2 separate regions of the Zea mays genome follow, and region 1 is linked to region 2. A link is a contact called in public Hi-C data. All regions are on one chromosome and are shown on one strand. The core of a region is the stretch at or near the end of the contact, and the rest is flanking DNA. Distances in the headings are between cores, read along the strand shown.

The links. Hi-C and Micro-C count contacts between places; a contact is called where the count stands out from the background.
Region 1: a Hi-C map of tassel shows a contact between it and region 2, with 2.1 times the contacts expected there. The contact joins the promoter of LOC606419 here to the promoter of LOC100193955 in region 2. A contact is called at or near these places in 4 of 25 Hi-C or Micro-C datasets (ear, leaf and tassel).

What each region holds. Positions count from the first base shown.
Region 1 is chr7:161,353,746-161,357,476 of Zm-B73-REFERENCE-NAM-5.0, reverse strand. It overlaps LOC606419 (adenosine 5'-phosphosulfate reductase-like 1), which reads left to right and starts at 1,844. Exons shown (of 4, transcript NM_001112294.2): 1 at 1,844-1,982; 2 at 2,145-2,439; 3 at 3,484-3,731. The coding sequence starts at 1,925.
Region 2 is chr7:161,189,393-161,193,202 of Zm-B73-REFERENCE-NAM-5.0, reverse strand. It overlaps LOC100193955, which reads left to right and starts at 1,953. Exons shown (of 10, transcript NM_001359359.1): 1 at 1,953-2,398. The coding sequence starts at 2,105.

The DNA.
Region 1 (3,731 bases), core at 595-3,094, 160 kb before region 2:
GCGTGGACTGCCTTGAAGCTTCCTTGTGACAAAACTGATGAAGATCTCTTCAACGCTTCCACAACTGTCACGATAGGCAATGGAAAGATGGCAGAATTCTAGAATTCTAGTTGGATTCAAGGCCAGGCCCCTAAGAACATTGCGCCATCATTGTTCAGGAAGACAAAGAGGAAGAACATCACGGTGGCCAAAGCGCTCAATAACAACAACTGGATTCGTCTTTGCTCACCGTATACGGGGGAGGGGGAGTTTGGAGAGTTAATCTCTCTTTGGCGGGCCATAGGTAATATGCATGAGCTTAACGGGTTAGAAGACAACATCTCTTGGAGATGGACGGCAGATGGGCAGTACAGTGCTAGTAGTGCTTACAAAATCCAGTTCACATCCAATTTCAGTAGTATGAATCTATGCCCCATTTGGAAGGCTAAAGTGGAACCGAAGTGCAGATTTTTTGCTTGGACTCTTCTCCATAAGAGAATTCTGACGGCCGACAACCTTCAAAAAAGAGGCTGGCCATGTAGCCCAGTTTGCCGTCTCTGCAACTCGGCCCCAGAAACAATCCTCCACTTATGCAAGGATTGCCCCTTTAGTAGAGAGGTGTGGAACAAAGTTTGGACTGGGGCCAACGTTCCTTTACTGACGGGGTCTCCCAATGACATTTCTTTATATGATTAGTGGATGGACCTGCGCAGCCTTTGCACCAGACAGACCAGAAGAGGTTTTGACGGTCTTCTAATTCATTTTTGGTGAAACCTTTGGCTGGAAAGAAATAACAGAATTTTTCAAAGGCAGCATCGAAGCGCTGATCAAGTTGCTCTAGCGGTCAAGGATTATGGTAGTAACTGAAGGCTAGTTAGTTGGCTGTTTTTGGCCCAGTGGTTTTTCTTTTGGCTTCGGCTGTTTTTCTTTTCTATTTGCCTTCTGTTCTTTTTTGTTGTTTTTCGCCTCCTTTCCCTTAAGATCCTTGGTGTTTGTATTTATCTTTCCCTTCTAATATAGATCGGAGCGGCAATCCTTTTGCCCCTCCCTTTCAAAAAAAAAAAACAAATTAGCTTAGGTACTTTTTGTTTACCCTCTAAATTATATAATCGTTTAAATAAGTTAAGAGACAAACAAACTACAAAGATTATTAGATGGATTATATAATATAGATTTCTACATTATAATAATCTATAAACAGTTCATTGACATTAGACATTTATATAATCTTTAATGTACCCTTGCCGTATTGGTTGTCCAAGAGCACTTACAATTGATAGGCCACCGATACTGGTTTTGAGTCTAATAGACCCCAAATACGTATTTTGATGATAGCGTAGAAATTTTGCCTGGCCCAAGCAGTCCACCATCAGTTTATTCTCTTTGTTTTAATCTATATCAGGTTTTTTACTGATTCTACAATATTTTTGTCTCTGTAAATTTCAGATATAGCAGTTCAAGCAGCCGGCTTTAATCACCAGTTGTGTCAGATACGTGGCGCTAAGAGCGTTGCCCCTCTTTGACTTTGGCAGTTCGGTCTGATCCAAAGTACCCCATGTCCTCCTCTACGGCTGCGGATGGATGGATCTTCGCAAGGGGGCAAACGAGCGTGAGGTAGCCACACAACTAGCCAATTCATCGCCACGACAGGCGTCCACTCGGCACAGCCGGGCCTCTTCTATGACGCCACTGCTTCGATCGGCCAGGAAGCCTCCCGTGCGCTCTACCAATTGGAAACCGCCACGTGTCCCATGAGGCTGCCCGCTGCCGCTGCCGGAAACCCGTCCGGGTGCGATGAACCTGGCCTCCCGCCCGACCTATATGTAAACCACCCGCCCGCTTCCACCCCACGCCACAGAAAAAACGCAGGTGTCGAAACACATTTTCTTGCTCCAGAGAATTTAAACCGCTGCGAATTCAATTCGAAAGCCCCAAGAGAGCATCCATGGCTTCCGCTACCACCTCCATCTCGTCGCACCCCGCCGCCCTCCGCGACGTCAAAGGTGACATGTTTTCTTTGTTCTGGATGCTCTTTCCTTTGTATAATTTTTGCTCGGATCCGACGTTTCAGCTAGTGAAATGCGCTGCTCCGCAACAAAATTCACCGGAATTCGAAGCGCATACCGGCCTAACTCTTCTCATCTCTCTCCCTTCTGTTCGCGCAGCTGCGAGGATTGGCGGGCTGAGGCAGCAGCAGGCGAGCGTGGCCCCGTCGGCGGCGGCAGCGCGTGGCCAGCGCGCTCGGGCGGTGCGATCGCTGCGCGCGGCGGAGCCTGCGAGGCAGCCGGTGGCGGCTTCCGCGGCCGCGGCGGCGCCGGCCGCGCCCGTGGCCGACGAGGCGGCGGCCCTTGCGGCCGTGGACTACGAGGCCCTGGCGCGTGAGCTGGAGGGCGCGTCGCCGCTGGAGATCATGGATCGGGCGCTGGCCATGTTCGGCTCCGAAATCGCCATCGCCTTCAGGTGCGTGACGTCCTCTCTCGTGCCACTCCTGAACCGTGACGGGTTCGGTTCGGGTACTCGTTACCGCGTGCCCGTTAGCCTCCGTTGCCGTTGGTCCTCGTGGAATGGGTTTAGGCGCGGCGACCTGCATCCGGTATGCTCGCGGCGTCGTGGTATCTTCCGAACGTGTGGCCGTACACATTCCAAGTGGACTCGCGTATTTCGCTGGCCACTGAACTGTGTGTCCCACCTGTCTGCCTCTGAAACAGCAAGAGACTACTACTAGTAGTCAGTTGTTTATGGTCCTGAGGTGCTGAAATCCAATCAGGTTTAGCGAAGCCCACTTTGCTGCACATGCTTATGTACTTGGACCAGTGAGCCAAGCTTGAGGTGTCTAGGTTCATTGAACTTGGGTGATATTTGGTTCATATATTTGTAATGTAATCGGTAACAAATAACGTTAAATCATGTTTGTTTAAGTACAATCGTAATCCGATACCACACTAGAAATTGATATCAGCCTATTCAAACTTGTTACCACTGGTAATCGAATGCAAACCGTTACCGTTACCATTTACCCTGGTGTTCAAGGTTGTGTTGTCGACCAGACACCAGAGCTAGAATCATGGCCCACCACCCACGCGCAACCGAACAACCTTGTTTGAATATCGGACGAAACCAGAAAAGTCACGGCGTCCTAATTCCTAAACCGATAGTGGAGCTGTGTTGGGCTGTTCTAGGGCAGCTCCAAGGGTAGACGACAAAGTAAAGTAGGCAGGCGGAACTCATCGTGGTGGTATCATCCACTTTGTTACGTAATAACTGTACGAGAAGTTAAATATTTTAAATTTTAATCAAATACAAATATAAATTAATAATTGTGATAGTATCATTAATAGATTGTTATATGTAGTTTTATTTTATAGTTAAATTATTTAGAGATATAGATATTATAGTAATTTTTATAAATTTATTCAAGCTTAATAAAGTTTGATCCTCGGAATACGGGCAAACCTAGCTTAACTGACGACACCGATCCCTCTCGTGTCGTGTGGTGTGGTTCAGCGGCGCGGAGGACGTGGCGCTGATCGAGTACGCCAAGCTGACGGGGCGTCCGTTCCGGGTGTTCAGCCTGGACACGGGGCGTCTGAACCCGGAGACGTACCAGCTATTCGACAAGGTGGAGAAGCACTACGGCATCCGCATCGAGTACATGTTCCCGGACGCGAGCGAGGTGCAGGAGCTGGTGCGCACCAAGGGCCTCTTCTCCTTCTACGAGGACGGCCACCAGGAGTGCTGCCGGGTGCGCAAGG
Region 2 (3,810 bases), core at 704-3,203:
ACTATATTATATATGTTTTAAATTTTAGAAGGGGCTCTATGGACTTGGGAGTAGGGATGACAATGGGGAATTCTTCGTCGGGGAATAGCTCCCTATCCTCGTCCCCGCGATGAAAAAATTCCCCCGCGGGGATCCCCACGAACGCTCGCGGGGAACATTTCTTCTCCATCCCAGTTCCCCACGGGGATAAATCCCCAATGGGGATCCCCATCCCCGTTTAAATTATAATTAGAACATACGTCCTTTGTTATTAATGTAAAACATTGTCACTTATACACATTGTCAGATGTAAGAAATCATTATGTATACATCAAAATGAACACATTTGTATAATTAGTGGTCTCTTGACAAGGTCATTATATATATTTATCATTAACTAGTACACGAAAACATCATCACATACAAGTTTAACGGGTCCCGTGGAGAATGGGGATAGAGAATGCTTCCCCGTCCACATCCCCGTTTACCCGTTGGAGGATGAATTTCCCCGTTTATATCCCCGCGGGGAAAGTTTCTTCCCCATCCCATCCCCCAATGGAGGAATTCCTCGTGGGAAATCGGGGATCGGGTTCCCATTGCCATCTCTACTTGGGAGTGGTAGGAGGGGCTAGAGCCGCACCTGCCCCATCGCTGTCTGAGTGGATGGAGAGTGACTTGTGTGAATCTACCACCCATATTAGGCTCATCATGGTTAAATGAGGATCTAGTGCTTGTTACTATTGGTAACCAATATTACCTAGATGATTCGGTGACGATTGGGGTGTTGTGACCATCTGAAGAATTTGTAAGTAACCGGACCGATATTTTATATATGGTTGTGAGCGGTTGTTGTGTTGGAGTGACAAAGAACCAATGTGCCGTTTGGTTCACATATTGGTAATGTAATGAGTAACCGATAACGTTAAATCATGTTTGTTTAAGTCCAGCCGTAATTGATATCACACTATAAATGGATACTACCTTATTCAAATTTGTTACCGCCAATATTTGAGTGTGAATCATTACCATTACCATTTACGTTACATTTCGTGAACCAAACGGCACCCAACTTGTATAAAGCACTTGGTCTTTACATGTACAGAGGGAGTGCCACTGTTGTGTGGTTACTCCAACGAGAATTAGTGGAAAGTGCCGATTCTCCGAAAACTTATAAAACATCGAGGAGTTTTCTATCCCTTAATTTAGCATACACATTTATCTTTGGGCATTTTTTTGTAAGAATTTATATTTCTAGAACTACAACGATAGTATAATGTTGAAAATTATGGTACAAAATTTCTATTTACACATTAGACACTCAAATAAAGTCGGACTTACAGTTAAAACTTAATTTACATAGGATTTTTTAGAAAAATAATATACCATCTTTTTAAACACGATGATCCTTTCATATACACGTGCTACCTTCGTTGTACACATAGGGCGTGATTGGTTCGCCCACTGCTCGCGCGCAGGCTACTCGCGTGCATTGACTGCGCCTGCGAGCACGTTTGGTTGGCTGCACGGCGCCGTCCAGGCTCTACACGCGCGAGTGCAAACAAGATTATTTTGGGCTCTTTCATCTTCATGCGAAGGGAAGTGGCGCACTCTCGTTTTGATCGGGACATGCCCGCGCGAGTGAGGCGTGCCCGTTGCCGTGAACTAATCACACTAATAGTGAAATTAAATTACTATTTTATACTCTAAGATAGTACTCTCTTATTCTTTTTTATTTGTCACGGTTTAGGTCAAACCCTAAACTAGCAGACGACAAATATTTGACAACGGAGGTAGTATGTTTTAGCTCTTAATTTTTATATATATCTTTAGATAGATGATAATAAATCTAGGTATATATATAATACGTATATCAAGTATTATATGAATTTATTATTTTTTCTAAAACAGTTTTTAATTTAAGCAAAGGAAGTATATAAAAACAACTTGAGCGGAGCTGTATCCCAACTCCCACAGTTTCAGTTCCGTTTCTCCTCTGCAGTCCCAACTCTCCTTTCTTCCCATTCCCTTTTTGCCTATTCCACCCCGCCACACCTCTCCGCGGCACCGGCCGTAGCACTAGAACATCGGCAGGCGCGCGCCTCCTCCCCTCCACGCCTCGATTCGGATGAAGGCGGAGAGCGGTGGCGTTGTCCGCCGGAGTCTGCAGAAGACGGAGTCGGCGGAGATGCGGTGGGTGGTCCCGGGGGGCGCCAATGAGGACGTGGAGATCGAGAGCTCCGACGACGGCAGCGTGGACACCTCCGCCACCGCCTCGGGCTCACGGGGCGGCGGGTGCTCCGACGAAGACGAAGGTTACGAGAACGATGAGATGCTGCGCCAGCTTCTCGTGCGCACGGGCCCGCGCGCCGACTCCTTCGACGTCGAGGCGCTCGATGTCCCCGGCGTGTACCGTCACCAGGTCCCCGCTCCACCCACTCCTATTTTCTTTGTTGAACTGCTTGCGGCTCTCAGTGGCGGGGAGGGCTTCGTGGTGTTAGCCCGTGTCAGGCTTCGCCCGTGCGGTTTCCCGTTGATTGCTTCCTGGCCGCGACGCGCGATCCAACAACGTTTCTGTGTCAGGCGACTCTGCCTTCACCTTATCTCTTGTTTGCATGATGTACCGTGGTGATGAGGGGACTTGCAGGTTCGGAGTAGTACAGCATAGCATGAACGAAATGTTTGAGGGTGCTTATTGTGGCTTGTAGGGTCGTATTGCTTACCATGAATGAATGCTTGAGGGTGATTACCGTGGTGTGTACATGTATGCAAAATCTTTTGCAGCACTAGACTGGTGGTTCTGTCATACAGAGCTACACACTTCTGCTATTTATTTTGATCGATCGCTAGATTGTGTGAGCTTGTTGAAGTGTTTTTCTGGCTGTTGGCTACCTAGCGGATGCACCCTTGTAGTTGTTTAGTCTCCTAGGCCGTGTTGATCCATGATATAGGGCTTCGGTTCACTCTCAATCCATGTGAATTGAGTGAGATTGGGTCGATCCTACCCAATACACTCCAATCCACATGGATCCATGTGGATTGGAGTGTATTGGAATATATTGGGTTAGATTTTGACTGGCTATGGATTTAAACCGACTCAATACCACTCAATCCACATAGATTAACGGTGAAACGAAAGCTCTAAGTGGGTGGTTTCAAGTGTATGATGTTACATGCAAGTGAGATGCATGTGTTGTTGCTTATATTAGATACAATTTTTAGATTCAGGATTTTATTATAAAGGGTAACATCTGCCCTAGAGTCTCCATTTTTTAGTACTGTAGCAACATATCTGGCAATTGTTCTTCATGAAACTTATGTTGTTTTTTACCTTTTGGTTGACCAATTATAGACTGGGCATTTTGATGTGGTATTTTGAACGAGTACAAAAGTGTCACATCAAATTAGGCTTACTGGGTTTCACAAGAAAGCCTTATTTTCTTCTTTATCTTTGATACCATGGATGCCTGACCGGTACAATGATACTAGTGTGTTATATTTTTGTAGATGAACGTTGAATTATTAATTTGATCTGCAAGTCACTTCACTGGTGAACTTTCATTTCTTGAATGTTTGGCTGGTTGCCCATAGACATTTGAGTTAATACCCTATATATTACTGGTGATATTATGATGTAGATATCGACACATTTAACGAAGAGTGAACATTTAGTTGGTATTATGGATAGCAATTCTGGACTCTCTTGTCTTTGAGCTACTCAGAAACAGCTGGTGCTGGAATGAGCATGTTGATAGCAAATGAGATTTATGCTAGTATCCTGATTATACTCATCAAACTGCCATCTCTAGGTCATCATCAGAGTTGGTTGAACTC